Regions from separate parts of the Mus musculus genome. Here regions 2, 3, 4, 5, 6 and 7 are each linked to region 1. A link is a contact called in public ChIA-PET, HiChIP or PLAC-seq and promoter capture Hi-C data. All regions are on one chromosome and are shown on one strand. The core of a region is the stretch at or near the end of the contact, and the rest is flanking DNA. Distances in the headings are between cores, read along the strand shown. Region 1 holds the start of E030030I06Rik (RIKEN cDNA E030030I06 gene). Region 2 holds the start of 4930455C13Rik (RIKEN cDNA 4930455C13 gene). Region 3 holds the start of Aldh8a1 (aldehyde dehydrogenase 8 family, member A1). Region 4 has its middle 34 kb from the start of Aldh8a1. Region 5 has its middle 80 kb from the start of Aldh8a1. Region 6 has its middle 92 kb from the start of Gm33892. Region 7 holds the start of 1700020N01Rik (RIKEN cDNA 1700020N01 gene).

Region 1 (3,921 bases), core at 987-3,486:
ATATTCATATATATATATATATATATGATAAAACTCACCAAGCTGGACTTACACAAGTCTTGCTGTGTCTAAACAGGAATCTGATTTGTTCTGTAAAAATGTCAGACGGAGAATTATGCCTTCCCGGGGACCTGTTCTAGGCCAAGGATCTGATAAACTCTGACATATCCAGTGCCCGAAGTGGCTTTAAATTTAGAGGATTTTCACCTATGCTCTTGCTTTATCCTCACAACTCTAAGTAGGCAGGTGTCAAACGAGGTAAAATAAATTTAGAAAGCGCATCTTCTTTTTGCATATAAGCAGATGCTCCTGAATTCACAATTCAAATTCCTACTGTGGGATCAACTAAAAACCATCTAGAGACACACCAGACACAAGAGGATAAAACAGGAGAACAGGGTGAGCCAGCTAGCCAAAACTCTTCTGTTAGAGGGACTTGTATTGACCTGCACTCAATGATTGGTTATACAAGGGTGTTTGTTTGGAAGAATGCTACTTTGTATTTACATACATGACTGTTACCTTTTATCTGGACACCCCACAGGTAACAGACAAACGAAATTTGATACTAAATTCTAATGTTGAAATTCATCCTTTGCTACAGCTGTAGTGATCCTCTAGGGTAGTGAGTGACTCAAAGCCAGCAAGCAACTTTCAGGATCACAGACCTCTCTGAAGTGCAAGACACAGACAGACAGACAGACAGACACACAGATGGTAATCCACTTTTAGTAAAACCTGACTTTCTAGAAGACTCATTCTCCCTCGTCTCATTATCTTTTGCTGTTGCACCCCATGTACCCTTGCCACCCAACTAAAGCATAGGCACAATGGGGGCCTTTATTTACATTGGCTTTTTACTTATTTATGTAGTAATTAAAATTAAAATGTAGTAAAAAAAAGTAAAAATGTACTTATAAGTCTAACTATATTGGAGCCGGGCGTGGTGGCGCACGCCTTTAATCCCAGCACTTGGTAGGCAGAGGCAGGCGGATTTCTGAATTCTAGGCCAGCCTGGTCTACAGAGTAAGTTCCAGGACAGCCAGGGATACACAGAGAAACCCTGTCTCGAAAAACAACAACAAACAAACAAACAAACAAAAAACCAAAAAAAAAAAAAAAAACCCCAAAAAACCAAAAGACAAACAAACAGAAAAAAAAAAAAAACCAAAAAACAAAACTAACACCCAGCCCAGGAAGATTCTGTAGACTGAGTCCTAGAGGGCTTGGGGTTGTCTGGTTTTGTCCCTAAAAGACACCCAAAGCCCCCAGACCCCTTGGGGCACGCAGAGCGGTGTGGGAGGGGGAGGGGAGCCACCGCAGGTCTCTTTTTCTGCCTGTCTAGCAGGGTCACCGGTTTTATCTGAGGAAACTCAACTCTTAACTTTAGTTGGGCAACCAGCCGCCCCTTGCCCAGCACATTCCCGGACCCCATAGCCAGGGCTCCAGGCTCACCTGACCACGTAGGGTTGCTCTAAGGTCTCCAGGTGCCTCAGCACCGCCACCTCACGGACGGTGGAGAGCCGCAAGTCCTCCTCACTGGTCTGTACTCGCTGGCGCTTCGGAATCAGGAAGCGGCCGCCATTCTTCAGGTCGGGGGCCTTCGCCGATCTCTGCCAAGCACTCGTACTCTGATCGGCGCCACCCAGGCTGTCCTTCTCCTTGCTGGCTGCAGGCTGTCGGTGCGGCACAGAGGAACCGGGGTGCGTACTCTCTGACTTACACGCCTCGGGGGCCCCCGGGCTAGACGGACCGACCTTCTCGCCCGCGGGCGCAAGCCGGGCGCAGCCGCGAAACTCCGCCCAGCTGAGTCTCCGCGCCCTGCCGCCGCCGCCGGAGATCCCTCCTCTTCCCCCTCCGCAGCGATTACGTAGTCTGCCCACAATCTCTGCACCTAGGAGGAGGAGACCGGAGGACAAGGAGAAAGTGTGATCAGACTGCCCGGGAGACTTCCATCGGGTTCCACCAGCTCCCCTCATTCTCCCCTCTACTCGCCCTGGCTGCCTAATCCGGCCAGGTTTCTCGGAGAAAAACCAAGTTACTTTTCTTCCCCAGCACGGCTCGTGCTGTCTTTGAAAGGAAGAGGTTGCTGGGGCCCCTTGGGGATGAGCGCCGAGCGGGACGCAGCGGGACAAGAGGGGGCGTGCGGAGCAGCCCAGAGTGTGCCCGGAGTGCGGGGGAGGGGGGCGCCGGGCGCATCAGTGTCACGGCTCAATATTTATACCTATATCGTTGTTCTCAGCTGCCCTCCCTGACTCGTCGCGCGGAGTACGGGGCGACCTGGGGGAGTTCGGAACTGGCGTGAAAGCACCGGGGGTTCACCCATGTGGGGTCGCAGAGCGGGGTTGGGGCTCCTAGGACCCTGTAACCCAATGCTGCGAGTATGCGAGTAGGGGTGGTCAGACATCTGCTCGGAGATTGCTTCCTTTCTACTTTCAGTTTTTCTACAGGGAGACATTTGAAAGAGACTCGCTCTCACAAACGGTCTTTGGGGTATGGCAAGCTTAGCGGGAGACGAAATTCTGCCTCCGAATCGCCGAGGACCTCCCTTGTGGAAACTCAGGGAGGACAGACCATCTGGTAGGGGAGGGCTGGGGCTACTAGAGGTGGGAGAGCAAGGGGCCCTGGAAGGGGAGAAGTGTCCTGCTCCCTTTCCCGCGCGCGCGCGTGCACACACACACACACACACACACACACACAAAGATCGCAAGGGTATGGGAAAGGCAGGTCCGTCACACTTTTGCTTGTCCTGTCCTGAAAAGTAACTTCGGGACTTTGCTAGCTAACCGGGACTGGTCCTTAAGTTTTCAACCCGTGCAAAAGCAACCGCCCTTACGACGGTGGGGGTGGGGGCAGTAAACGTAGGTCTCCCGGGTGTGAGAAGGGTTAGGTCTCCCTTGTATCGCGACTTCAGAACCCCCGCCCGGTATCCTTGGCGGCTGAATGTTGGTAGCCAAGACAGTCGCTCTGTTCTCCAAAGGCTGGAGGCTAGGTCCCAGGCGCGGTCGGGCGTCCCATCCCCGTTCTGTTGTTTAGGGAAGACCGAGTGAGCCTTCCCGTCCCACCGCGGCCTTAGTCTGGTCTGGACCTTGTTCCACTACAGCCGCGTATCCGGAAAGGTCCCCATGCGTTTACCTGCCCCGCACCCCTCCTCCCCCGCTCGCTCTTCCGCCTGGAATTAAAGAACACATGGCGCGACCCCCACTGGGTGCGAGCATAGCACCACCTGGACAAGGCAGGGACACCCCAGGCTCCTTTGAAAGCTTTCCTAAAAAGCTGCATAAAGGACCCTCCAGGCCTCTCCCGGGGGTCGAGGGCCACATAGGTAGCGGGAGCAATGGCCTTGGCGCCCCTGTCCAGCCCAGGCTCCCGGAGGGGGCAGCACACGCACACCCAGACCGGAGCGGCGGTCCCTAGCCCCCTCTCCTCCTCCACTTTTGTTGTTGTTGTTGTTGCTTTACCACGCTGGCTAAATGTGACTTGACCCCATTTCAAAAAAGTTTGACATAGTGCTTCAACCTTTCTGCACTCCTCCGCGACTACAAAGGCTGCAGCCGCCTCCTTCTGCTTTCTGTCTCAGCTCTCTGTCTTAGCACTGAATGAAATCCTTCACGAGCTTCTCCGGAAGCCTTGCCAAAGGGTCCCCACCAGCTCAGCGAGGGGAGGCCTGGGGACCGCGACCCGCTCGTGTGCGCAAAGGCAGATGCGCCCGCACAGATAACGCCCACGTCCACAGGACGAATGCGCCGCGGAGCCCCGTGCTGCTCCTGCCCAGGGTGTGCATTTGAACTGCAAGGCTTTAAATAAGGAAAGTAAACTTGGGGCGTGAAGCAAGAGTGCACGCGTGCGGCTTCAATTCCGGTGGGCTGTGTGCACTACACTCCTTGCTTAACGCGCCTGACGGGTAGCCAGCAGGAAGCC
Region 2 (3,921 bases), core at 582-3,081, 810 kb before region 1:
AAACTAAAATGTATAGGTTGTTTAACCTGAGTTCAACTTTTTTCTGACTTTTTGTTTTGTTTTTGGTTTTTGTTTGTTTGTTTGTTTGTTTGTTTTCTGAGACAGGGTTTCTCTGTGTAGCCCTGGCTGTTCTGGAACTCACTTTGTAGACCAGGCTGGTCTTGAACTTAGAAATCCGCCTGCCTCTGCCTCTGCCTCTGCCTCCCAAGTGCTGGGATTAAAGGCATGAACCACCACACCCTGCCCTTTTTCTGACTTTTAAATGAGCAAATTACTTTTCGGATTAAGTCAAGTATGAAGGGCAGACCTAGCAGGCACACCCCCGCCACACCAGTGCTCTAGAGGCTGAGGCAGGCAGGTCACCATGCGTTCTAGGCTGACTATGTCCTGAGTGTCAGGTCAGCCAGTGACTCACTACATTCTGTCTCAGAAAGAGTCCAGACATATATAACAGAAAAGCATATAACAGCCATGCTTTCTCAGAATGATAGACCCTAAACAATGACCATGCGGATGGCCCAGGGAGACGGTAGCCGTGTTTGCTAGAAGCCTTGCTGCCTGTGATTCCCAGTAACCACCTGGTGGAAGAAGAGAACCACCAACACCCTTTAGCTGTTCTTCGACCTACACACACATGTGAAAACAAAAGCTACCAAGAGTTCAAGAAATCACATTTATAATGTGTTGAGTTTTCTTGAAAGCCCATTTGATCCAAAAATTCATTTTTGGCTATACCATTGCATATACACCCAGTCCTGGCCATAACATCACAAATACACATTCCTGATTCTGACTGACTGTGGAAGCTAAACTAAGCTAGAACTTGGATGAGAGAATGTAAAATACACGCTGGCAATTCATTTCTCTCCATGTACATGTGTAAGAGGTAACTCATTGCTTAGAGCACAGTCTGCTTTACTAATACTGAGAATTGTAACTCTACCTCTAGACATGTAAGTAGAACTGATTGAGACATCAAGTGCAGGACAGATAGTCAGTACACAGTCTGGTAAGTCTTAGTGTCCAAGTCAAGGAGATTACTCCTTTAGATTTATAAACAGATGGTTCCACTTTTGGAAAGGTCGTTTAGAAATAAGAAATCAAGTTAATTAAGATCATAAAATTATATGACAAAGTGTCTGAAACATTGTTACCAATTTATTCTTGCCGTTCTAGCAGTGGGTGTAGGCCTGGGCCCAGAATGGGCATTTTTAGATCTTAGAGACATTTGAAAGTTTAAAGCTGTGTTTACCTCTTAGGATGCAGCAGCGTTGCTGCCTGCTGTCTGCCAGGGCGGAGTCTTCATGTTTAGTAGACACCTAGGGTTCCCAGTGTTCGTTTGTGTGGATTGGCTCTGGTCACTTCTCTTTTCCAGCTTGACAGACCTGAGACCCAGAATATCAGGGGTTGCCAAGAGATACCCCTGCCCCCTGACTCAGTTGGGCAGTGTCTGAAATGACTTTCTCACAGTTTTTCTCATCTTTCTGCAGCTTAACTTCTGAGGAAAATGGACTCAGTGTGCGCGCTCCTCACAAAGGGCCTCCTGGTGATGATGTGAGCGTAGCTTCTCCTAACATTCCTGAGACCGGCACTCCAAAATCTGCCCTCCCACCTCCTTCCCTTCAAACATCAGAAGAGCTGGGCTCCACTCCGACACCAGTGAGAAAGTCTGGCAAGCTGAGGCAGCAGATAGACGTGAAAGCGGAATTGGAAAAGCGGCAGGGCGGGAAGCAGCTCCTCAACTTAGTGGTCATTGGTATGCCCTTGTTCTGCCCGCCGGGTTAGCAGGACCGCGGCAGGAGGCGCCCAGCCTCTTGGAGCAGTGTAGGCTTAAATAAAGCAAAGAGGCATTGCATCATAATGCATTCTGGTCACCCAGGGTGCAATGGGGCCGCGTTACCAAGGAGGGCATCATCGGACTTAGCTTGTGGCAGTTTTATGTAGTGAACATTTTGAAAATGGGATGCATCTCCCCCCCCAAAAAAGGGAAACTTTGCCCTCTCTAAAACTGTGTGTGCAGTCCTCACCCCCTCCCCCATTTAGGTGTTTTAACCTTGATAGAAATTGGTGTTTGTTATACTAAATACTGACGCACGCTGTTGAATTAGTGTTGCAATGCCTCAATGTGAGCATCTGAAATGTACCTAGTATTAACCCTGAATCAATTTTCCTTAGGTCATGTTGATGCTGGGAAAAGTACTCTGATGGGCCATATGCTTTATCTTCTGGGTAATGTAAACAAAAGAACTATGCATAAGTATGAGCAAGAATCTAAAAAGGCTGGCAAGGCTTCATTTGCATATGCGTGGGTCTTGGATGAAACTGGAGAAGAAAGGGAAAGGTAGCCGCTATGTTTCAACGCTTTTAGTCTTTAAAATAAGTGGGCACTGGAAGTTGAATGTGTAACACATAAATGCATCAGCGAGACGTTCAGAATTCCTTTTGTTTGTCATACTTTATTCTGTGAGAAGAAGGTTAAGAGAATATTTATCCCAAACCCAACAAGGAGGAGCACCGGCAGACAGCAGTGCTGGACGGTGAGGCTCCCTGAGTGGGTCTTGCTGTGAGCCAGTGGAGTTGGCAGTTGTTGCTCCCTCGGCATATCCGGTTGTTAAAGTCGGATCTGACTCAGTCTTGCACCAGGTTTTAAAGGAACTGCCCAGCAGGTCCAGACTACAGGCTCACAATTCCATTCTCATGAGACACACACTCACAGTCCAGAAAGAAACAATTGAATCTATCTTGTCAGTTATTCTTTCAGTGTCTCTCGGGGCTTAGTGCTAGTTTAGGTGGATTCTAGCAGAAGGATGAAGATACTCGCGTATCTCTGGCCAGTTACCTCTTCTGAGGTAATTTAAAGCATAGACGTATATCACATTTAAGGCTATCAGACGCGGAGAAGCAAACTCTGTCTATGTAAGATACAGAACAACTAAGTTAAAATAATGACCAACACGCACAGGGTGTCAGAATCCTAAGTTAACGGTCGAAACATCTCTCAAGTCTTTAATCTGATTATGATTAGAGAGTATATGTGCGTTTGCAGACTTTTCTCTGCATGAGTTCATTTTCCTGCAGTCCCTGTCTCCATTATGTGTAAGGCAGTTCGCTAACCCAGGTTGCATGAGTCTAGTGCTTCTCATAGCTGGGTGTTTGTATCCTCATGGTATTTCTCCCTTATATAGCTTTTTCTCTGTATATTATTATGACCCTGCTTCCTACCCTTACACAAAAGCTTAACCTGTCAATTCACTGAGAAACAGTGAAGCCCAAGTAATTCCCACCGGTCTAACAAACAGACTATCAAAGTATACAGCTTTTATTTCCTTTGTGTAACCTGATCCTGTAGATTAGTAGACTGAGAAGAGTGTAATTTAAGGGGAAGGGCTTAGTAAAATTTACTTAATTATGTGGGTTGAGCTGCAAGTGAGCTAATTGCACTTGCTCCTAAAATGACCAGTTTTTTTCTTTTTTAGTTTTCCAGCTATACTATCTACTTACTGTGGTGCTATTGTGGCCACTAGCTTTGCCTTTCTCACCATGGTATAATTTAGACTGTTCTGTCGACAGCTTCGGAGTACATATTACAAGATTTTAGCTCACTCCACAATATATTGTAGAATGGCATTTTTAAAACTGCTATGTTCTTTAAATATATTTGAAATGTTAAATATTTGCAAATCTATGTTGAAGAACAGATACTAATAGCCGGGTAGCATTTTTGTATCCTTGCGGAAGGATACGAAAGGTTCAGACATAGACAAGGCTGAGTCAAGACTGCAGTGGGTCAAACACTTGAGGGAGGAGCTGCGTCTTGACTCCTTCCTAAGTTTTCTAAAGTGGCCTCTGGGCATTAGCTATTAAGAACAGTAACCAGGATTAGACATCACTTAGACAAGCTCAAATGGCTTGACTAAGGAA
Region 3 (3,921 bases), core at 950-3,449, 770 kb before region 1:
AGGCATCCTTTAAGTCTGCTTTGGATGGCGGAGGGAGAAAATATCATGTTAATTATGCATCCAGGATAGGCAGTAACAGTTTGTCTATAAAAGGAAACTGGTTGTCAATTAAGGACTGAAGGATGGTAATCAGCATAGTTGATTTGACCTGTGGACGTAGATTAGATGACTTTTGAACCTTAAAGGAAATGTAAAGTGAGTTGAATAATTTTTTGGTAACACATGAATGCTAGGGAGAAAAACAAACATTTAAATAAAGAAGAGAGAAAATTGTGGGTTGAAAAGCACAAACATTGTTACAGGTGTTCCTGTTAGGAGAACTTCTAAGCATTTAAACAAACCCTGAAAACCTTTGGCTTCAGGTGTGTTTTTTCTTTGGTGGGCTTAGGTGGAGGGGCGAGGGGCCTGCTCTGCCATGAGGTGGTTGTGTGCTCTGGCAGATGGGTTCCTGTTTTCCCCATTTGTTTTTTCTTGGAAAGCAGAAGGAGATGAAATTCCAATCTTAAAGAAAAGCTCAAAGGAACAAGCACAGAAGTTTCATAGGGCCGTAAGGGACAGAGGGAGTGGGAGGCAGCCCCCGTAGTTCTGTTCTGTTTCTAGCCGGAAGCAGTGGTAGCCTGCTGGCCAGTGTGAGAGGGTGAATTCTGCCTTTTGGCCTGCAGGGACCTTAGGGAATGGCGTGTTGGCTGGCAGGCCGAGGAAACAGAGTTCAGGGCAGGTGCTGCCATTGGAGGAGTCAGCTCCATAGGAGCCCTGTTGTGGGGCTGGGGGACGGACAGAGAGTAGAGGCAAGATTTGGAGAGTGTAGCTCAGAGTCAAAGGAGGAGGGGGAAGAAGCTGGCCAGGAGGGAGGGAGAGAGGGAGGGAGGGAAAGACAGAGACAGGGAGGGAGGAGATTCATGGTCAGTAAGAAATTGAAGATGCTCTCTTTACATTTTAAACATTCTACAAGGTAGAAATACAGAGAATGGAAACACAGCAATACAGCAGCCAAAACATTTCCACAACTGGTGAAAGACAAAGCCAGTGGTAGAAAAGCAGCCTCTTCCAGTCACGGTTAAGAACAAATTCTCACCAAATGCACTGTGGTGAAAATGGGACGCCAAAGACGACAGACAGCCGTCAGTAGGTGGAGACGTGAAGTACAGGAAGGATGGGGAGATAGCAACATGGAGAACAGAAGGAACAAGACCTTCAGAGGGTTACTTGCAAAATACAAAACAAGCGCTATGATGCACAAGAGAGTTTGGTTATCCATGGAGCCTCAGCAGAGTGAACGGTGGTGTGTCCTGTCCTCTCAGAGGCCATGTGCTGGTCTGTTCAGCTGTGACAGAATAACTGAAAATCGATCACTTGAGAGAACCTGAATTCTTGTTGTTCTGGAGACTGGGAAGCCCATGATGTTGGTGTGAGGAGATTGTGTATGGTAAATATCCCCTGCCTCTGCCACTTCCTCACCAGGCAGGGCAGCTGTGCTCCTGCGGCAGAAGGCACAAATGACCCATAGCCTGTTTCGAAGGCACCACCGAGGCCGTGAGCAGCACCTTAACTCCAGGAGTGCCCACTTAAACACTGCCACTGGAGGGTTAAACGTGCCCGAATTCTGAGCGTTCAAACCACGGCATTGCCGGGTAGTGAAGACGGCTCCCTTGCTCCTGTGGCCAGTCCCTACAGGGACATGGATGCATCCTCCTGAGATGGACTCACAGGCTGTTAGGTGTAAATGTAGCTAAAGTTTCTTCTCATTTCCTGTCAGTACTTGAGTGTTCATGTGTGACCTTGGCCACATTGTGTAACCTTCCAGAGGCTCAATGCCTTCCCTAGAAAGGAGGAAGTAAGGATTGCTGCATGGGACAATATTCTGTGGAGCCAATTTTCTTTATGCTTTGCACTTCGTGTTTAAACAGTGGGCACTTATGGTGCAGTGCCGATAAAATCATCTCACACACACACACACACACACACACACACACAGTTGATATGAAAGGACAATCTGAAGACATTGTACATATGTAACTTGATGTTAGTTTAATGCAGTGCCCATTTCTCAGAATGGACCATGAGTTGCCTTCAAGAACCATCCGAGTTTGGAATCAGGAAAGTTCTGAAGCGCAGCGGGTCTCCTCCTCCCAGGTTCGGATATGCAAATGAGGACACTGGGCCTGGGGGTGAGATGAGGGTGTCCAAAGTCCTGAGGGCAGTCACAGAGGGCTGCTGTACACAGAGGGCACTTTCCTAACATGGCTGGAAAAAGGGAACTTTTGATGTTGGAGAACTTTATAGGTGGGAAGTTTTTACCCTGTAACTCATATATAGATTCTTACGATCCATCAACAGGGGAAGTTTATTGCAAAGTTCCAAACAGTGGGAAAGAAGAGGTAAGTCTATTCACTTGGGAAACTAAAACGTATTTACTGTGTTGACAAATTGTAGACAACCATTTTCTAAAACTAAAGGGGAGAGGATGAAGGAAAATGTAGCATTTTATAAGGTAGTTTATCATATGAATGGACTGGTCTGAGCTGGAATGGCTCTGAGTTTACTATGTTCAAGAGAAAGTTGTTAGCTGTGGGAACAGTGGTTTTAATGTTTGTAATTCTCAGACAGATTGTAATAGTTATAGAGAACTCTTACGATATGAAATGCATCCTTCTCTCTACAAAGTGCCCACTGGCTCCATGGGTTTATAAAAATAAATCTTGAAAACTTAAATTGGGAACAAAACAAAAGCCCAGTACTTTATTTTAGACCATCATCTGATAGTTCCTCATATCTCTGAGAATACCCAGTCTAATAAAGCCAGTTATTTGAGTAATGAAGCTGAAAATTAAACTCTCATGTCATTTCATTAAACTTAACAACTTAAAAAATGAGGGTTCATGTCCCTTTCTCTTTCCTTTTTCTTTCTTTTCTAGTTATGAAGAATTAAGTCACTTGGGGAATTTTGTAAAATGCTTGAGATATATTTAATGTTATGAATTATTGCACTGAGAATAAAAAATGTTTGGTGTGCTGAGTGACTGATGTGTGTGTGGTTACCAAATGCAAACCGCCCATTGTTTATTCTTTTCAAGGCACAAACAACTCGATTATAATATAATTCCAATCTTCCTATATAAATATATCTTATATGCCAAGTTTTTTCTTCAAAAATTCAACTTTTTTTCTTCACTGGTAAATTTTAAATCTGTCTTCTAGAGGAAAAAAACAACTTTAGACTCTGTACTAAAGTTTAAGAATATTGGGTAACTTGTTAGTTACATTGTAACCAGCAATTTTGCTTGCTTCCAATGACCCAAACTGCATGAGACCAAGGCTTCTCTTCTCCATCTCCTGGTGTTTCCAAAGTGAGGAGATGCAGGTGGAGTGTGGTACCGGCTGGCACTTCTTCAGGAAATAGAATAAAACATATTTGCTTTTGCTTTTCCAGTAATATGTATGTTTTATTTTCTCAGCAATCCAGTTTGCAAATATTTTGGGTTCCACAAAAGCTGTGTCTTTGTTGATTTTACAAGATATGTGCCGAATTTTGGGCCTGTGTGAGTGTGTGTGTGTGTGTGTGTGTGCGTGCTTGCTCGAGCGCGCTTGCTTGCATGCAGTGCAAACTGAGATAGTACAACCTGTAGACTTAATCTGAACCATACAGGAGGGCAGAAAAGCACTCAGATGCATTCTGAGTGCATCACGTTTTGGCCACAAGAGGGCATCTGCTTATTTACCCTGGGAGCCCCACACTCCCGTTCCAACAGAAGCCTCTATCATGGGTAGGGCGAGGAAACTTATGCTATAACAGTGGTTCTCAGCCTGTGGGTCAAGACTCTGATGGAGGTCAAAAAGATCTTTTCACAGGGGTTCAGCACTTGGGGTGTAGAGTTAGGAGATGAGCTAGTCACTTCAAGTGCCAGGGACAGCCGTAGGACG
Region 4 (3,921 bases), core at 536-3,035, 740 kb before region 1:
TGTTGGGTGGTAAGTCTACAAACAGCACGTTCAATTCAAACTGTCCACCAAAATTCTTAAATTTAGGGAGTGGAGCGTGGATAGATACATGATTACAAAAGTCCAGAAAATCTATTAGAAAAACCATTGGAAGAAAAACAAAGTAACCCAGGTCACAAAGAAGGCTTCAGAGGTCCCTGCTGTCCCAGGGACAGATATTGTAGTGTCCAACACAGCAGTGAAGGGACCTGCTTTAAAAGGCAGCTAGTCTCAGAAGATGGGAGGACTGTCAGAAGCAAAGGCTCTCTCCCTCCCTCCCTTCCCACCTCAGTTTGGGTAGGGCTTTCAGTTTAACAGGACCTCCCTCACGGGAGAAAAATCCAGCCCTCAACAGCATCTTGAATCTGCTATGGCTTTGCAGCGCAGTAACAGAATGTCTTAATATATAATAGATAACATTTTCATCCAAAAAATTAAAATAAAATAAAAATTCTTGCAAACCCCCCCCCAGAACACCAATTCATATTCTAAAATTAACCCATCACTTGTGCTGTTAACACGACAATATACTTCATTGGAAACTTAGATCTGAAAGACAGAAACTGAGTCTTCACTCCCAAATAAAGTAACTTGAGGTTTATGGCATATAGGTTAGGACAACACACATACAGAAGGGGGAAGAGGACATGGAGGTATCTTAAGCAAAGCTTAAGTGACAGAACACATTCAGTCGGGTAGGTGTCTATAAAGGGTGGTGACGTCAGGCAAAGCTCCCAACAGATTCATGTGCACCCATCTGGAGGTACCAGATTCCTCCATGGCAGATCCGCATGCAGAGCTAAGGGAGGAGGCTACTTCGGTCATTCCAGTTTTAGAAGCTCCACATCAAAACCAAGAATGGCATGTGGTAGGATGATGCCTGGGGGCCCGGTGGCTTCATTGTCATAGTCTGAGGACACTATCCGTTTGGCTTTCTGACCCACACTCATCTGGCTACCCCTTCTTCCACTTCAGATCACCTCCTGCTTACCTAGTGTAAACTTAAAAGGTTGCTTCTGTCCCGAGAGGAGTCAAAGTTCTTTCCATCTTCAAGTATCCCCATGTAGTGCACCTCTGGCTATGCTTCAGAAAGATGCGCAGGTCTCCAGGAGAGATGGTCTCCACCTGCACTCCCACGGCACAAATGTCTGAGCAGAATAGAGGAGGAGAAGGATGCGGGTGGCAGCATGCAATGGGTGGAGCCGAAGCAGACCTGGCGGTGGTTCAAAGGTTCGGCTTCATCCCTCTCTTGTCATAGCACACATTCTATAAAGGAAAAACATCATATCCATAAAAAAAAATGGATGTCATAAAAGAGGGCATCTCTTTAGCTTTGATGGATGATAGAACTCTTGGGTTTCCAATTCTAATATTGTCTCATGGTCACACCACCAAAGTCTCATGGTCATGAGAAAGCTAGGAAACCAGGTTTGGGAAAGAATCAGACACAGAATATCCCAGTGTAGCCAAAACTATTGCTCAACTTGACCCAGGCAAGCCATGTGTGCACATGTGTGCGTTTGAAAAATCCTGTCTCATTTTTATTCTGTTGTCATATTGTTTTTCACTCCAGCGAAGAGAAGCTGCCAGACTTTATGAAAAGAGGAGAGCCAGTTCCTTAAACGACAGTATAAGCGGTGACTCCCGGAGGGAGTTAGGAGTGTAGTGCAAATGTCTGAGCAGAATAGTTTTACGGATACAATGGGGGCACTTCCTATTAAGCCTGGTAAACAGGACTGGAGTCCAGACACACACTACAGCACAGCAAGCCTTGAAAGAACGCCAAGGTCTAGGTGCAAAAACACAGGGTTGTATCTGAAATTTGCAGAGCACTCAGTTCATGGAGATAGAAGTGGGGATCCCTAGAGTGGGTAGAAGAAGAGGAGAAGGGAGAATATGAGGCAGGGAAGGAGGAAGAGGAGAGGAGATAGTGTTATGAGAAACAGCGTCTTAGTGGGCATGAGGACAGTGTTTTGGGAAAATGCTGCAATAGTCATACAACATGAATGTTACAGAACTGTGTACTTAAGATGGTAAGTTTTGTATCAAATATATTTTACTTCAGTAAAAGTTTAAAATCCAGAGTGGCCAGAGTCAACCATTATCAATATAGGAAGCATGGGTCTTTATGGTCATGAGAAGAAAAGGCCAGGTGGGCACCCAGTACAGTGACCTGGAAACTGTTATTCTCCAGTTCTTCTGTGCACTGTTGGACGAGTCCCCAGCCTCCCCCAAACCCCTTCCTGTTTGGAGGAGAGTCATTCTAACCCTGTGACTCACTTCACAGGGACCAAGTTATCCTGAGAAGGCTTGTGGTAAAACCAGAGAGTGTTATAGCCATGAAAGGAATCACTGCTGGAAGGATGACAAACTTGGACCACTCAGTTTTGGGTGGCTGACTTGCTAGGTGGAGACTACCACATTGTTCAGGCTGCAGGCCACGTGGCTAAAGGGTAAACACCAGAAGGAGACAGGGAATAGCCATTCATGCCGCCTACAGAATGGAAATGGGCCCGGACCGCTCTAATCTGCCACTAGTTACACCATTAAGGTTTTGTAGCTGAGGTGGGGTGGGGCTTAGACACACCCATGACTCTGGTGTAGCAGCTGGCACTTCCAGCTCAGTGTCACTGGACACAAATAGCCTTTGTCGGGTATAAAATTTGATCAAGAAAAATAATGGCAAAGTTTAAGCTTGAGAAGACAACCTTCTGCTCCTACCCTAAGTGGTAATATACTAACTTGAGGTGCAAACAACAGGTTAAAACAGATCTCATTGCAAGACCCTGTGGTTCTGTCTGCTGCTTAGATTAAACCCTTCAGAGGGGTCCTGATTCTCCAACTTCCTGTCTTACTGGGGCTGTATACGTAGGCAGCTGCCTCTACAACTTGTCTCAGTTCTGGAAGCAGTGTTAGGCTTCCTATATTTTCAGATAATGTGGGCCACTCTCAGATTTCTGACAGGGTTGAAAGACTAGTTATATTCTCATAGCCAACCTAGGCAATTAACATTGAGAAAATATATTTGAGAAGATGGTTTTCAGGTAGTATACAGGCTAAACCAGATTATAACATGGCTTTATAAGCCTATTTTAAGTTAGGATAGACAACAGTGTTCTATTTAATTGACAAAATTGATGGACTGGGTGTTCGGTGTATTTTGTACTTTATACATTACAGAATGGTGATAGTTGTGCTCAATTTATGGCTGAGGTAAAAGAGTCTTTTAATTGGACAGAAAGGGGGAGTGTTATGGGTAGCCCTTGTGCTGTTTGTATTTTGATGCTAATTCAGATTCCCCAAGAGGGGCTGCCTGTGATGAGGAGTGAATCACATACTCAGGACTTCATATGATCCTTCTAACGAATAAAGAAACAATCACTGGGCGAGTAGGCAGGACTTCCAGGTGGGAGAAAGGAAGAGAAGAGGCAGGAGAGAGATACGGGCTTTTGGACGGGAACAATGGGGAGGACAAGATGTAGCTACAAGTGGCACCCAGTTTAGATGGTGAATCCACCAGGATTTGCCACCGGAGGATTTATATTTAATATGGCTTACATGCTTAGGATGCTAGTTGTTGAGCCCAGCAATTGAGTTACCTGTTGAGTCTGAACTACGTTTGTGTGGTGTTTTCCTTCAAGCGGCAGCTCAACCGGGTTCCAGAGAGAAAAGTACGGCTGCAACGCATGGGTTTGCAAGAAGTGCACCCCAAGAGGCTGTGGGAATTTGGAAGAGTGGGGCTGGTGTGGTAGTGACCTGCCAGTGGGAACTTAGCCTGTTGGGTGGCAAAATTTCAGAGCTCTGGGTTAGAGAGTCCTCCAGAGATGAGAACATGGCCCGCTGGTACCTTGCCAGTGATAGCGTGATTTGCCTTTTTATTATCTCACGCTACAGGGTCCATCG
Region 5 (3,921 bases), core at 1,052-3,551, 690 kb before region 1:
TAGCATCCTTGTAATCTGTGCAGCGCCCGGGGTTCGGCTCTGTGTCTGTGCAGTGCCGGGGTGCGGCTCTGTGTCTGTGCAGCGCCCGGGGTGCGGCTCTGTGTCTGTGCAGCGCCCGGGGTGCGGCTCTGTGTCTGTGCAGTGCCGGGGTGCGGCTCTGTGTCTTGGGGTATTTATTTGCTTTCCGCTGTTTCTGCTTTGTTCATTTTGGTGTCTCTATCTCAGAAAGAAGTGTATTTGTCTGATTCTTTTAAGTTACAGATGAAATTGTTTTATTTGACACGATAAATGTGCCAACATCTCAGGCCATAATGGTCCCTGTTTCTTATAACAATGGCATTGGAATAAAAGGTCTGGAACTAGAGCAGGCTGCAGAGTCCGTACTGTGGCCACCTCCTAGTGAAAGCCGGCTGATCCACCAATCAGCCAAGAGTTAACACATGCTGTTGTATTTGCGTTTTCCAAATATTTTCCAACTCCCATCGTCTGCTTTTGTCTTCTGTACTACAAACCCCTGCCAAAGCCTCCTCCAGCGCCATTCCTTCAGGGTTCCACCCAGACAAAGCCTCCTCCAGAGCCGAAGGGTCCTGAGTTCCTAAGTCCTTTGGACAACAAACGAAACTTCCCATAGGAAGAGAAAACACAAGATACAAGGTTCAGTCGGCCTTTCTCAAGTTACTGCCCGTGCGAAACTATTTTTTAAATATGTCATGTTTGTATTCTTTTTATTGAATATTTTTGCTTTCTAGTGTGCCTGTTCCTCTTAACATCCATTAAATTCTCTAGGTTCTATTTTTCCATCTACAGGGTAATTTTATTTTTACCTACATTTGTGGCAACTATATAAAAAAATCAATGAAAATGAAACACATATGCTAAAAGCATAAATTTTAATTTGCTTTCATTCTTAAGGCCAATGGATTTAATAATTAATGGTGTAGAAGTTGATGCCTTCATGCCCCCAAGGAAGAGATAACTGTTATCCATTTTTGTCAGGGAGATTGATGTCTTAGTTGATATCATTATGGAACACCTGGGAAAAGTGGCCTCTCTCTTGTCCCCACAACTCCTGCCTGCTTTTCAACTTACTAAGTAGGTCATTCTATTATTACAGCTAGAGAGTGTCAAGCCTTAACGATTTCTTATACAAAATGCCCTTGATAAAAGACAATGAGGTGTCAGAAGACAATAGAAACTCATTATCGTTGTATTACACATCTCTGGCACCGCTGGTGTATTTGAGAAAGCCTTCATCTCTCGAGAGGCTGGTATACGTTACAGTCACCCACTCTGACAGCAGCCAGCTCAAATGCCTCTCATGTGCTTTGCATTCTCATTAAATCCCACAACATTTAATAAAAATCATTAATATTATAAATTTAAATTCAGCTCAGCGTTTTTGAAACTAGCTGGTTCTGCTGTGTTTCCAGAAAAAGGGGGGAGGGGCATTATTCTAAATTTTAGGAATATTTGTTTCTTATTATTTTAAATCTGTGTTCCATTTTCCTCTGTTGATTTTTTTTTTAAAGAAGAATTTTGTTCTGCAATTTTAAGGCTATGACAAATTGGAGGGGGATAACGAGAGGCAGCTCTGAACACAGTAATATTTTAAGCCTCCTTGGTATGTACAGATAAAATCTACTGTAGTTGCTGTGTGGGATCTTGATTATGTAGGCATGAATTATTTAAACAACGTTTATGCAACATAAAGAACAATTGTCTAAAAATACTGGCAATCACGTTCTCACTTTTGTGGCTGTGTGTTCACTGGTGTCCCTGCTGTTACAGGGGGACAGTTGGTTCCTGACAAGCCTGGCTTTCAAACCTGCTTTTTAATTTGGAAAATTCAGCTAAGATCCCCAGGTACCAAATGTCTCAGGTTAGACCTCTTGCGCCTGGAGACAGGCTCACTCTTGAAAAACAGTGACCCACATACCACACAGCTCACGTTACCATCTGGGATGTGCTTGTCCCCCTGTTTCCACACAAATGCCCCAAACTGTAGCATTTAATTAACCTCTTTTCCATCCAGGAGATCAGATAGGAAAATAGCCCCAGGCTCCCAAAGCTATTGTCAGCCTTGCTTTGTCTACCTTTAGGGCCTAACTTCTTTCTGCTAATTATATGACCTTTTTCTGTTTTTCTCTTGTGAAATAACTCAGTGTGTCTGAACTCATAGCTGGGCCTTTGAATTTCTTTCGTGTACCTAGAAAAGATTTGTGGGGTTGAAATGAATGCAGAACAGGCTGCTCTTCTCTCCTGATCCATCTAGTCATGAGTCAGCATTAAACTCTCCACTTGGGTTTAAAAGCGGGGAAGCTGTGTGGCTGGGGAATCACATAAACAGTCAGCAGAGTGTTTCAGAGCAGGGAGGAAAATCTGGGTTCATTCTCCAGACTCCATGCTTAAGAAACTGGGCTTGGTAGTATGTGCACGAAATCCCAGCATGTGCAGTGGGGATGGAAGGATCTCTGAGGCCTTCGGGCCAGCCTGTGCAGCAGAGCCCGTGAGCTCCGAATTCTGTAATGAGGCCACATGGTATTCAAATGAATAAGATGTCAAGCAATTGAGAAAGACGGTGTGAGGGCTAAAGTTGTGTTTTAAGTTTAAATTACTGTGCTTAAGAGAAGTATAAAAAATGTCTCTAACCTGTAAGCTCCACGTATCCGAGGACAGGTCTCTTTCTGGAATGCTGAGGGCTGTTCGTGTAACATAGCAAGCCACATGTTTTCACTTCAGTAAACAAGGTTGGTTGTCCCACCCACACAGGCTGTGCTTGATCTCATGGAGGTGGGAGGCAGAAAGTACCTCAGGATGTATGCTTGCCTCGATCAGACACAGACAGGAAGTATGTAACCTTGTGAGCTTTGCCTTTAGGTTAGCCTGGCTAATCTGATTCAGCATCGTTTTCTGGGAATCCTGGGTATGGCCGACCGTCCTGGTCAGTATTAAATAAAGCTTGCAATCAATCCATCCATCCATCCATCCATCCATCCATCCATCCATCAATCAATGATTGTGAGTTTGGTCTTTCTCCTCATGATTCTCAGGGTTAACAAATCTGACCTCAACTGTGGCCTCTAGACACACAGACACTTGCACCCCACACCCCATAACATGAACACACACAGACACATACTAAAAACACAATGTAATGGGGGGCAGCTTTGATTTCATGACTGGTTAATATGAGGGGAAAAAATGTCCTCTGAATTAGGGCGAGATAAAAGTTGGATGTGAGTGGGTGATATGAAGTGCCCATCGGTTCTGCGGGGTACCTGGGTAGCACCTGTGGTTCGGCAGGCCATCTGGGTGGCAACCACAGCAGCATTCTGCAGTCCTGGGATCCTTTCAGTGCCTTCTTTGGGTTTCTGACAACTGTTTCTGTTTCTAGATCCTGCAATACAAACATTTCTTTTCATAGTTTAGAAGAGAGGAATGATCAGGATAATCCATGGGTGGTGAACGCCTTTAGTCCCAGCACTTGGGAGGCAGAGGCAGGCAGACTTCTGAGTTTCAGGCCAGCCTGGTCTATAGAGTGAGTTCCAGGACAGCCAGGGCTACACAGAGAAACCCTGTCTCAAAAAACAAAACAGGAAAAAAAAACAAAAAAACAAAAACAAAAAAATCCCAAAACAAACAAACAAATAAAAGAAACAAACAAACAAAAACAAGTGATACTTGGAGAGAGAGATGAAGAATCCAGAGGATGCCCTTGAGGAGTATCCTAATTAGCTTTTCAGGTATATGATATATGATAAAAAGAAGGCTTCTATTGTGACTCCAGAATAGAAAATTTGGGTTAATATGTACAATTATAGGAAACAAACAAAAAGACACTCTTCAGCATGAAGAAGGAAAGCCATTTATAATGGTCCACTCTAAGGTGAGAATCCAGTGTACAGGGTGTAGCAGTGCCTG
Region 6 (3,921 bases), core at 1,042-3,541, 670 kb before region 1:
TCTTGGCCTTACCAGCATTCTTTGGGTGTACTAATATGGTCTTTCTGCTACTTCATTCCACTGCTCATGCTACTAGATGAGAGGTCTTCCTTGAGTACTCCATTCCGGTGAATAATTTCCACCTGTAACACTCCTTGTTTCCTGTGTCCTGTTGTTTGTTCTCCATGGTGGTGATGGTCATCCGCTATACAATGTTGCTTGATGACTAACCCAGTAAGCATGAGCATCCATGTGTTTCTGTGAGCGAATGCATCTCATGGTTTTTACATGTTTCTTTAACAGTTCATTGCTGGCTGGTGACGGGTTTCCTTTGCCTGGGATTCAGGCACCCATATTCTCTGTACTGGGGAGGAAGCAGGGAAAGAATAATAAGAGAGCAACCAGGTTTTTAAAATGCTTGTTGGAATTTGCACATGCCACTTGCATTCACAGTATGTTGCAAAGGGTTACTCAGATGGACTCTGCTCAGTACAAGGGAGGCAGCTAGCAGTGACAATTCCACACAGGAACTGTGGTGTACAGACGATCACCCCTGCCAAACACACACCATACATTTACTGGTGACATACCTCTCACCAGGAGGAAAACACCATGGAGAAATGCCCACACTGGTCCCCTCTGATCTTTTAGACACAGATCAGTTCCTGGTTCCTGGGAGCTCCACAGGAAATATTTGTGCATATTTTTCTTTTTAAAAGAATCCTTAGTTTAGAGGAGGAGGGTTTTGCTGTGGGAGTTGAGGCTGAAAAGATGAAGGCCATGCTGTAGATACTTCTAACCATCTTGAACCAACCCAGATCACAAATTGGACTGGAACCAAGGAATCTGGCTTCATCTTTCCCCATAAAACCATCTGGGTAATAATACATAACAGAATTTCTCCATGGCTGTCCTGTGGCTTTGTAGATAAGCAATGATGAATCAGTCACAGTGAAAAAGAGTGTAATTATGTTTGATTTAACTGTCCTCATATACAAATGGCCTGCGTTCCTCCACGGGGAGGCTTGCTTTGTTTGGTAGATGGCATGTTCAATCTGTGGCATAATTCCAAATTGTTTCTGTAGATTGTTCTGTTATCGACTGTTCTGTTGAATTGTTCTTGCACAAGGAAGCATACTGTGTACAAGTGCAGTGTTCTGGACTGAAGTCTTGTCATGGTTGTGACGTCAGACTTGAAGCCAAGTTCCAAGGTTTATACAACCTCCCCTCTGTGCCTCCACTTGAGACCAAATCGTCAATTCTGTAGATTCCTGTAGTGAAGAGTTCCTGTTGACTGCCTTTAAAACACAGCATGAAACAACAAAATGAAAGAAAATATATATGGATCTTTGGTGGATTAAGTTATCAAATATTCCAAAACATTCGGAAATGTTACAAAATTGGTTGAGCATTAGTCACGTTGACACAATCTGTTTACACTCTTAGATGATTTTAATGGTCACACATCTGATCCTTGCTTCATAAAAGTCAAGGATGTAAACCCAAAACAGATTATATAATGTGAATAATTAAAATATGCACGAAATGGTGGCTTTACAAACGTTTTTTATTACAATTTGGAAAGTAAGAGTATTATTTGAGGGTAAATAATCCCAAAGTACTTGCCAACCAGACTTGTGGACATGAGGCTAAGGCTGTGACCTATATGTGTCTAAGGGAGGACATGACACATGTCTCAGGAACCCTTCATGCTCTGAAATATTTTTAATTCAACAAGCATGGTGTTCATAAAACTGTATGTTGAGGTGAAGTTCTTTTGGGAACGTCTTCATCATCTGACATCAGCTATGTAACCAAGATATGGCTGCTTCTTCATGGTTGAGTAGACAGCAGGAGGAAAGGAGGAAGGCCACAATCCTGGAAGCCCAGGGATACCAGGGCATCACACTAGGAGTGTGCATGCATTTCTAGTATATAGAGAGTAAATATTAGGAAGAAAAAGATTAATGGTAATATATATCATTTCCTGCTTGATTTCTATTTCCCCTTCCCCTTCCTATCCCCCTCCGTCCCTCACTCCCTCCTACACTCTCTCCTTTCCTTTCTTTCTTCTGGTATGTTTTCCTCAGAGCTTAAACCACAAGTCTGACCTGAGCACTAGCTGTCTGAGTCCATTGACTATAGAGATGCTTGTAATTTCTCAGTGTGCTCCCCAGTTGTTTTTAAAAATTTGGTAGTGATGAAATTTTTTTATGTTTTCATCCTTTGCTTCAGATGGTAACGAGGATTCTAACCACCCAAGTACTTCCTGTGTTAGCTTCTAAGCGTGGTGTGATAAACCACACACTGCACAGCTTAAACAACAGAAATGTAGTTACTATCTCATTGTGTGGAGAGACTTGTGAGGAAGGTCTGTACCACAGCTGCTGCCTGGCTTCTGATAATTTGTGGTTATCCTTGTAACTCCTGACTCAGAGGAGTGTCTTCCACTCCGGACTTGTTTTCATGTGGAGGTCTGTGTCAAAGTTTCTTTCTCCTTTAAATACATCCACCATGCTTGGTTATGGGCGCACGCTACTCCCACAGGATCTCATCTTTTAATGTGCAAAGGCTGATTCCCATGACCACATTCTGAGATACATGGGGGATAAGGATTAGTATACTGATTTTCTTTCTTTAAAGTTATTTAATATTCATACACACATATAATACGTTTGGATCAAATCTGTCCTCCTTCTCTCCTCCCCCAATTTCTCCCATTACCCCTGCAACATTTCATTCATGATTTCATGCCCCTCTCCCCATGGAGTCTATTTAGTACTCCCCGTCTCTCAGCATCCATCAATGGCTTAGAATTTCTGAGAAAGAGTGGGGCTTGACAAGCCTTCCCCTTATCCATGCCGGATTGTTCTTGTACAAGTCTTGTGGTCTTGTGCTTGTAGCCACTATGAGTTCTTGTACAGCACATGGATTTTCAAGGATTCGACTCAGCTAATAATGCTGTCCAACTAGTGCTTTCCAAGTGAGGTGAGGAGAGAAGGAGGACCAGCAGGGATGTTTGCATTCTCTTATTTTTATTAGTTCTCTGAGAATCGAGAGTTGGTACAACGTGAATTTTAATCTTTCTCATCACCCAGCTTTTCTTAGATCCACCCCAATTCTCTTCCCACCTAACTTCATATTCTTAAAACAAAACAAAACAAAACAAAACAAAACAAAACACAAAAACAAAAACAACCTTCAGGACCAATTTGAGCTGCCCAAATATTCCTGGCATTGCATGGGGGACATTTTCAATCATCAGGAGGATTCACTCTCGGAGAAAACTGTCTCTTCCTCTCCCAGCTGCTAACTACTGCCATTTGCTCCACAGCTAGGGCTGGGATTGTGTGCTTCACTTCCCTCTCCATGCTGAAACTTGGTCTGGCTTGCACTTGCACAGGTCTTGTGCATGCGGTCACAATATCTGTGACTTCATATGTGCAACTACCTGCTGTATATTTTCTGGTAGCCATCCTCCACTTTTGTCTATTACACTCTTCACCTCCTCTTCCACAATGGCCTAGAGTCTTGAGAGAGGATACAGTATGTACCCCCTTTGTGCTCTGTGTACAAACCTGTTTTATTTTGCTTAAGACGATGTCTTAAATTGGGTTTTATTGCTGTGAAGAGACACCATGACCAAGGCAACTCTTATAAAGGAAGACATTTAATTGGGGCTGGCTTATGGGTTTAGAGTTTCAGTCCATTATCATCATGGTGGGAAGCATGACTGAGTCTAGGCAGGCATGATACTGGAGGAGCTGAGAGTTCTACAACTTGCTCTGATGGCAGCCAAGAGGAAGGTTTCTTCCACATTAGGCAGAGCCTGAGCATAAGACCGCAAAGCCCATCTACAGAGACACTCTTCCTCCAACAAGGCCACAGCTCCTACTAGTGCCACTTTCCATGGGCCAAGAATATTCAAATCACCACGGAGGA
Region 7 (3,921 bases), core at 975-3,474, 560 kb before region 1:
GTACGTGATGAATCTTAGGCTTAAAAGACCCTAAACACACTATCCAAAGACTCTTAGTTCTAATAAATACTTCCAGGAAACAGCAGGACATGAAACATACAAAAATCAGCAGCTTTCCTGTTTCCAACATAACATGTTATGGAGAAAATCAGTAAAGAGATTACACTCCTCTCTCTCTCTCTTTCTCTCTCTCTCTCTCTCTCTCTCTCTCTCTCTCACACACACACACACACACACACACACACACACACACATACACACACACTCACTCACTCACTCACTCACTCACTCACTCACTCACTCAATAAAATACCTAGGAATACATAAGGCTGTGAAAGGCCTTTGCAACCACAGTTTCAAAATGGTGAAGAAAGAAATTGAAGAAGACCCTACAAGGAGCAATCTATGGATTCATGTAATGCCCATTAAAATCCAATGTCATTTTTTACAGAAAAAGAAAAATATGCTAAAATTCAAATAGAAACACAAAGGATAGTGAATGGCCCAAGTAACACAATTTCACATTATAGTGCAGAGCTATAGGAACAAAAAGGGAACAGATAATGTGGCACTGACAAAATACACAAAGAAACTAGTGAAACAGCAGAGCCCAGCTTCAACTGTGGGTTCATATGGGGTCATGTGTGAGTGTGGCCAAACAAACAAACCAACAAAACAAACAAACAAACAAAACCAGTAATAAAAATGAGGTGTTTCTGGCAGTGCTTGTCCGTACCGAATCACATGACTTCACTGACGCCTTGGTCCTCAATACACTGATGGTAGAGTTTGAATACAACAGAGTTTTACTCAGCCATTAAAAAGATCAAAATTATTCCATTTGTAGGAAAACGGTTGAAACTGGAAATCATCATCTAAAGACATATAAGCCAAAACAGAAAGACAAAGCTACATTTACTCTCACATGCAGAATCTAGGTATAATAATAATAATAATAATAATAATAATAATAATAATAATAATAATAATACATGGAAGTGGAAGTGAGACAATTTGAGAAGAGACCGCAGTTGTAGGGAACTGTGGTATTTGGTTATGAATAGTCCCCACAGGCTTGTATATTTGAACGCTTGGTCTTCAGGGGATGGTGGTACTTGGCAGGGATTAGGAGGCGGGCCTTGTTGAAGTAGGTGGGGCCTTGTTGGAGGAAGTGTGTCACTAGGCCTGGGCTTTGGGGTTTAAAAAGTCTAAGCCAGTCTAATAGTCTCGCTCTTCCTGTTGCCCACCAACCAGGATGCAGAGCTCTCAGCTACTTCTCCAGCACCAGGTTTGCCATGAAAACGATGGTCTAAACTCTGAAACTGTAAGCAAGCTCTAATTAAACACTTTCTCTTGTAAGAGTTTCTGTAGTCATGGTGTCTCTTCACAGCAAGAGGACACTATGACAGGGACAAAAGATAGTAATTCAGGGATATGTTTAAAATATATCACAACATATACATGTATGAAAACGCCAATGAGACCCATTATTCGAGACATTCAACTAAAATAACGCCTAAAATGAGAAAAATTAGACCGACCAAATTGGTGTCGACCAATTAGCAGTATCAGGTAACTAATTATCACTTTAAAAATCCTTCCCAGGCTGGTGTGATTGGCTCACACCATTAATCTGTACTTAGGAGGCAGAGCCAGGAGGATTGCAATGAGCTGGCGGTTGGTTTGTGTTACCGAGTAAGACCTTGCTTAGAAGTAATAAATCTCCCCAAATGTAATTTTCATAAGCATAACAGATACCTATAGTAAGTAGAATAATGCAAGAGTTTTAAAATGCCCGGGTACGTATGGAAATATCACACTTAGTCCCATTCACTTATAGAATCAATGAGAGTACGAAATAAAAATAGAAAGCACTTCATATTAATGAACAATATCCTAGCCAAGGGTCTAGCCAAGGCAATCGGCGTTTTCTAAAAAGTGGATAGTTTCTGATATCGCAGTGTATGAAATATTGCTTCCAAAATTAGTATGATTATACGTATCAACCCTCTCAGATAACCAACAACTAGTATGGACATGACTGGACTTGAAGCTGAGACTTCTCTGGGCTTTGTAATGTCTGCAGTCGGCTTTCCCTAAAGCCTCATGCAAACATGGCTGATACTCCGGGGTTTACAACACACTGCGGCAGGGGAGGGGCGGGACTTCCAGGGCGGAATTTTCGGTGACATCACCACAGAAAGTTCGTTAAAGCAAGGGCTTTGGCTGCGTTCTGGAAGTAGGGCCCGAGGTCTGTCGGTGGGGTGGCTTCTGCAGCGTGTGGCCGTGTGACCCCACGGAGGTGACCTCCCAGGTGAGTCCTCCGCGTCCCTCGGTGGTGATCAGTGTGTCGTCCTGAGATGTAGTGTCGTGGATACCCAGTGTGCCCTCTTCTCTCGTCTCTTCCACAGAGCGGCTGAGGTTGAGAACCCATTGAGCAGCTAGGCCCCAGTGTATGCGCTGATCCTATGGCGGAGGCCCGTGGGAACCAAGGCGAGAGCTGTGTGAGCCTGGAGGACGTGTGCCTGCGTTTCACTGCAGAGGAGTGGGGTCTCCTCGATGACACTCAGAAGCTCCTGTACCACAACGTGATGCTGGAGAATTTCTTGCTTGTGCTGTCCCTGGGACTTCCGATTTCCAAATCCTTCCCAGGTACCCCAGCGATAGATGCTGTCTTAGTCAGGGTTTCTATTCCTGCACAAACATCATGACCAAGAAGCAGTTGGGGAGGAAAGGGTTTATTCAGCTTACCCTTCAATACTTTCTCTGTGATAACTCCAGCTGTGTCAAGTTGACACAAACCCAGCCAGTACAGATGCCAATAGGGACTCCCTGTTAACCAAAGCATGATGGCGTAGGTAATCTAAGCTCGCTCCCGAGGTTGATGTGGAGGATGAAGGATGTGAGCAGAGCATCTTCAACAAATGCTTCACACCCTGAAGCTTAGCTCTGTAAGAGTGTTAGGCATCAAATAAAAAATTTAACCAGTTATCCAGCCTGGAGAACCCACTGCATAGTAGCCATGTGGAATGTCTAATATTTAGGAGACTCTTGTTAAATTTGCAGTAGAGTCATAAGATAATCTTTGAAAGGGGAAAAGGCTGGTCTTCATTTGTGGAGAGCTGTAGTCCCAAGTATCAGAGAAGTTACAGAAGGGCTCAGTGAGCCCCGTACTTGCCCATACACTGGACAGATGTGGAATAATTTTCAGTCACAAAAAATGAATTTGTTCAGCATGAGCAGTTTCACAGCAAAAAAGAGCCTCTGTGTGTGTGTTAGTGAGTGAGTGTGTGTGTGTGTGTGTGTATTATTTAGCATACTTCCAAGCTTTTATACCTGAGATTTCACAAAGGATCACAATCTTCTAAGTATGATGGATGTAGGAGAACTTTCTAATTCAAATACATACCTGCTAGGCTCCTCTAACTTCACAGTGGGGGTAAGGTCTCAGGTATGGAAAAGTTCTAGTAAAAGTTTAATCTCTAAAACATCCATTGTTAAATATGAGAAATGGCCACACCATAGAAATGTGTGTAAGTGATAAATTTGGGGAATCATCTCATTTTTATAACACAAGGAAACTCACAGCAGAGAAAAGCCTTATGTGCAGTAGATGAAAACCTCCATCAATATATCCTACCTCACTCAACACAAGAAAGGCCATATGGCGAACTTTCAGTTGCGTGACTGGAAAATACTTCAGTGGTCACTTCACTTATATCAGATTTCACATAGCAGTAATGCCTTAAATACTTGACAAATGTCGGAAACTCTAGAGAAGATGCTTTCAATGAGCTTACCATGTGAAAATGCACATTGACTAAATACCTCATAAGTATAGGACTTCTAGTAACCTTTTGAGTCGACTCTTTCAAGCCCATTTAATACCAGAGATTTCACGGTGGAAGAGAGAGAGAGAGT

What was found. Promoter capture Hi-C pulls out the DNA fragments that hold promoters and counts their contacts. ChIA-PET counts read pairs in DNA pulled down with a chosen protein or histone mark. HiChIP or PLAC-seq counts read pairs in DNA pulled down with a chosen protein or histone mark. Capture Hi-C pulls out chosen DNA fragments and counts their contacts.
Region 2: a contact with region 1 is called in a promoter capture Hi-C map of embryonic stem cells, with 10 times the contacts expected there. The contact joins the promoter of 4930455C13Rik here to the promoter of E030030I06Rik in region 1. A contact is called at or near these places in 1 of 39 promoter capture datasets (embryonic stem cells), 3 of 115 datasets of contacts at active chromatin or transcription factors (astrocytes, craniofacial prominence and embryonic stem cells) and 1 of 9 other capture datasets (adipose tissue).
Region 3: a promoter capture Hi-C map of embryonic stem cells shows a contact between it and region 1, with 9 times the contacts expected there. The contact joins the promoter of Aldh8a1 here to the promoter of E030030I06Rik in region 1. A contact is called at or near these places in 5 of 39 promoter capture datasets (the SN4741 cell line, embryonic stem cells, hippocampal neurons and 2 more), 1 of 484 Hi-C or Micro-C datasets (cortical neurons), 10 of 115 datasets of contacts at active chromatin or transcription factors (astrocytes, bone marrow-derived dendritic cells, craniofacial prominence and 6 more) and 3 of 9 other capture datasets (adipose tissue, liver and pancreatic islet).
Region 4: a FOXA1 HiChIP or PLAC-seq map of pancreatic cancer cells shows a contact between it and region 1. The contact joins the enhancer-like site here to the promoter of E030030I06Rik in region 1. A contact is called at or near these places in 1 of 39 promoter capture datasets (embryonic stem cells), 6 of 115 datasets of contacts at active chromatin or transcription factors (bone marrow-derived dendritic cells, embryonic stem cells, kidney and 2 more) and 1 of 9 other capture datasets (liver).
Region 5: a promoter capture Hi-C map of embryonic stem cells shows a contact between it and region 1, with 9 times the contacts expected there. The contact joins the enhancer-like site here to the promoter of E030030I06Rik in region 1. A contact is called at or near these places in 1 of 39 promoter capture datasets (embryonic stem cells), 10 of 115 datasets of contacts at active chromatin or transcription factors (astrocytes, bone marrow-derived dendritic cells, bone marrow-derived macrophages and 6 more) and 2 of 9 other capture datasets (adipose tissue and liver).
Region 6: an RNA polymerase II ChIA-PET map of memory CD8 T cells shows a contact between it and region 1, with 15 read pairs. The contact joins the enhancer-like site here to the promoter of E030030I06Rik in region 1. A contact is called at or near these places in 9 of 115 datasets of contacts at active chromatin or transcription factors (bone marrow-derived dendritic cells, bone marrow-derived macrophages, embryonic forebrain and 6 more) and 3 of 9 other capture datasets (adipose tissue, embryonic tail and liver).
Region 7: a promoter capture Hi-C map of adipose tissue shows a contact between it and region 1, with 2.9 times the contacts expected there. The contact joins the promoter of 1700020N01Rik here to the promoter of E030030I06Rik in region 1. A contact is called at or near these places in 3 of 39 promoter capture datasets (liver, neutrophils and stem cell-derived epiblast-like cells), 1 of 115 datasets of contacts at active chromatin or transcription factors (bone marrow-derived macrophages) and 2 of 9 other capture datasets (adipose tissue and liver).

Annotation. Positions count from the first base shown.
Region 1 is chr10:22,147,034-22,150,954 of GRCm38.p6, forward strand. E030030I06Rik (RIKEN cDNA E030030I06 gene) reads right to left here and starts at 2,237. Exons shown (of 2, transcript NM_001254745.1): 1 at 1,456-2,237. The coding sequence starts at 1,979.
Region 2 is chr10:21,340,224-21,344,144 of GRCm38.p6, forward strand. It overlaps 4930455C13Rik (RIKEN cDNA 4930455C13 gene), which reads right to left and starts at 1,832. Exons shown (of 4, transcript NR_045352.1): 1 at 1,253-1,832. Hbs1l (Hbs1-like (S. cerevisiae)) reads left to right here. Exons shown (of 18, transcript NM_019702.2): 6 at 1,491-1,756; 7 at 2,176-2,341.
Region 3 is chr10:21,375,101-21,379,021 of GRCm38.p6, forward strand. It overlaps Aldh8a1 (aldehyde dehydrogenase 8 family, member A1), which reads left to right and starts at 2,200. Exons shown (of 7, transcript NM_178713.4): 1 at 2,200-2,378. The coding sequence starts at 2,241.
Region 4 is chr10:21,409,421-21,413,341 of GRCm38.p6, forward strand. It overlaps the pseudogene Fkbp1a-ps2. Among named protein-coding and RNA genes, the nearest start is that of Aldh8a1, 34 kb to the left of the region's middle. Within about 2 kb of position 1,786, at least 32 of the 459 cell types and tissues checked have an H3K27ac peak or open chromatin away from gene starts, as enhancers often do. A contact at or near this core is called in pancreatic cancer cells, where this site is marked.
Region 5 is chr10:21,454,875-21,458,795 of GRCm38.p6, forward strand. No RefSeq gene overlaps it. Among named protein-coding and RNA genes, the nearest start is that of Aldh8a1, 80 kb to the left of the region's middle. Within about 2 kb of position 2,302, at least 18 of the 459 cell types and tissues checked have an H3K27ac peak or open chromatin away from gene starts, as enhancers often do. A contact at or near this core is called in liver, where this site is marked.
Region 6 is chr10:21,477,305-21,481,225 of GRCm38.p6, forward strand. No RefSeq gene overlaps it. Among named protein-coding and RNA genes, the nearest start is that of Gm33892, 92 kb to the right of the region's middle. Within about 2 kb of position 2,292, at least 46 of the 459 cell types and tissues checked have an H3K27ac peak or open chromatin away from gene starts, as enhancers often do. A contact at or near this core is called in memory CD8 T cells and pro-B cells, where this site is marked.
Region 7 is chr10:21,590,921-21,594,841 of GRCm38.p6, forward strand. It overlaps 1700020N01Rik (RIKEN cDNA 1700020N01 gene), which reads left to right and starts at 2,225. Exons shown (of 3, transcript NR_027968.1): 1 at 2,225-2,314; 2 at 2,412-2,652.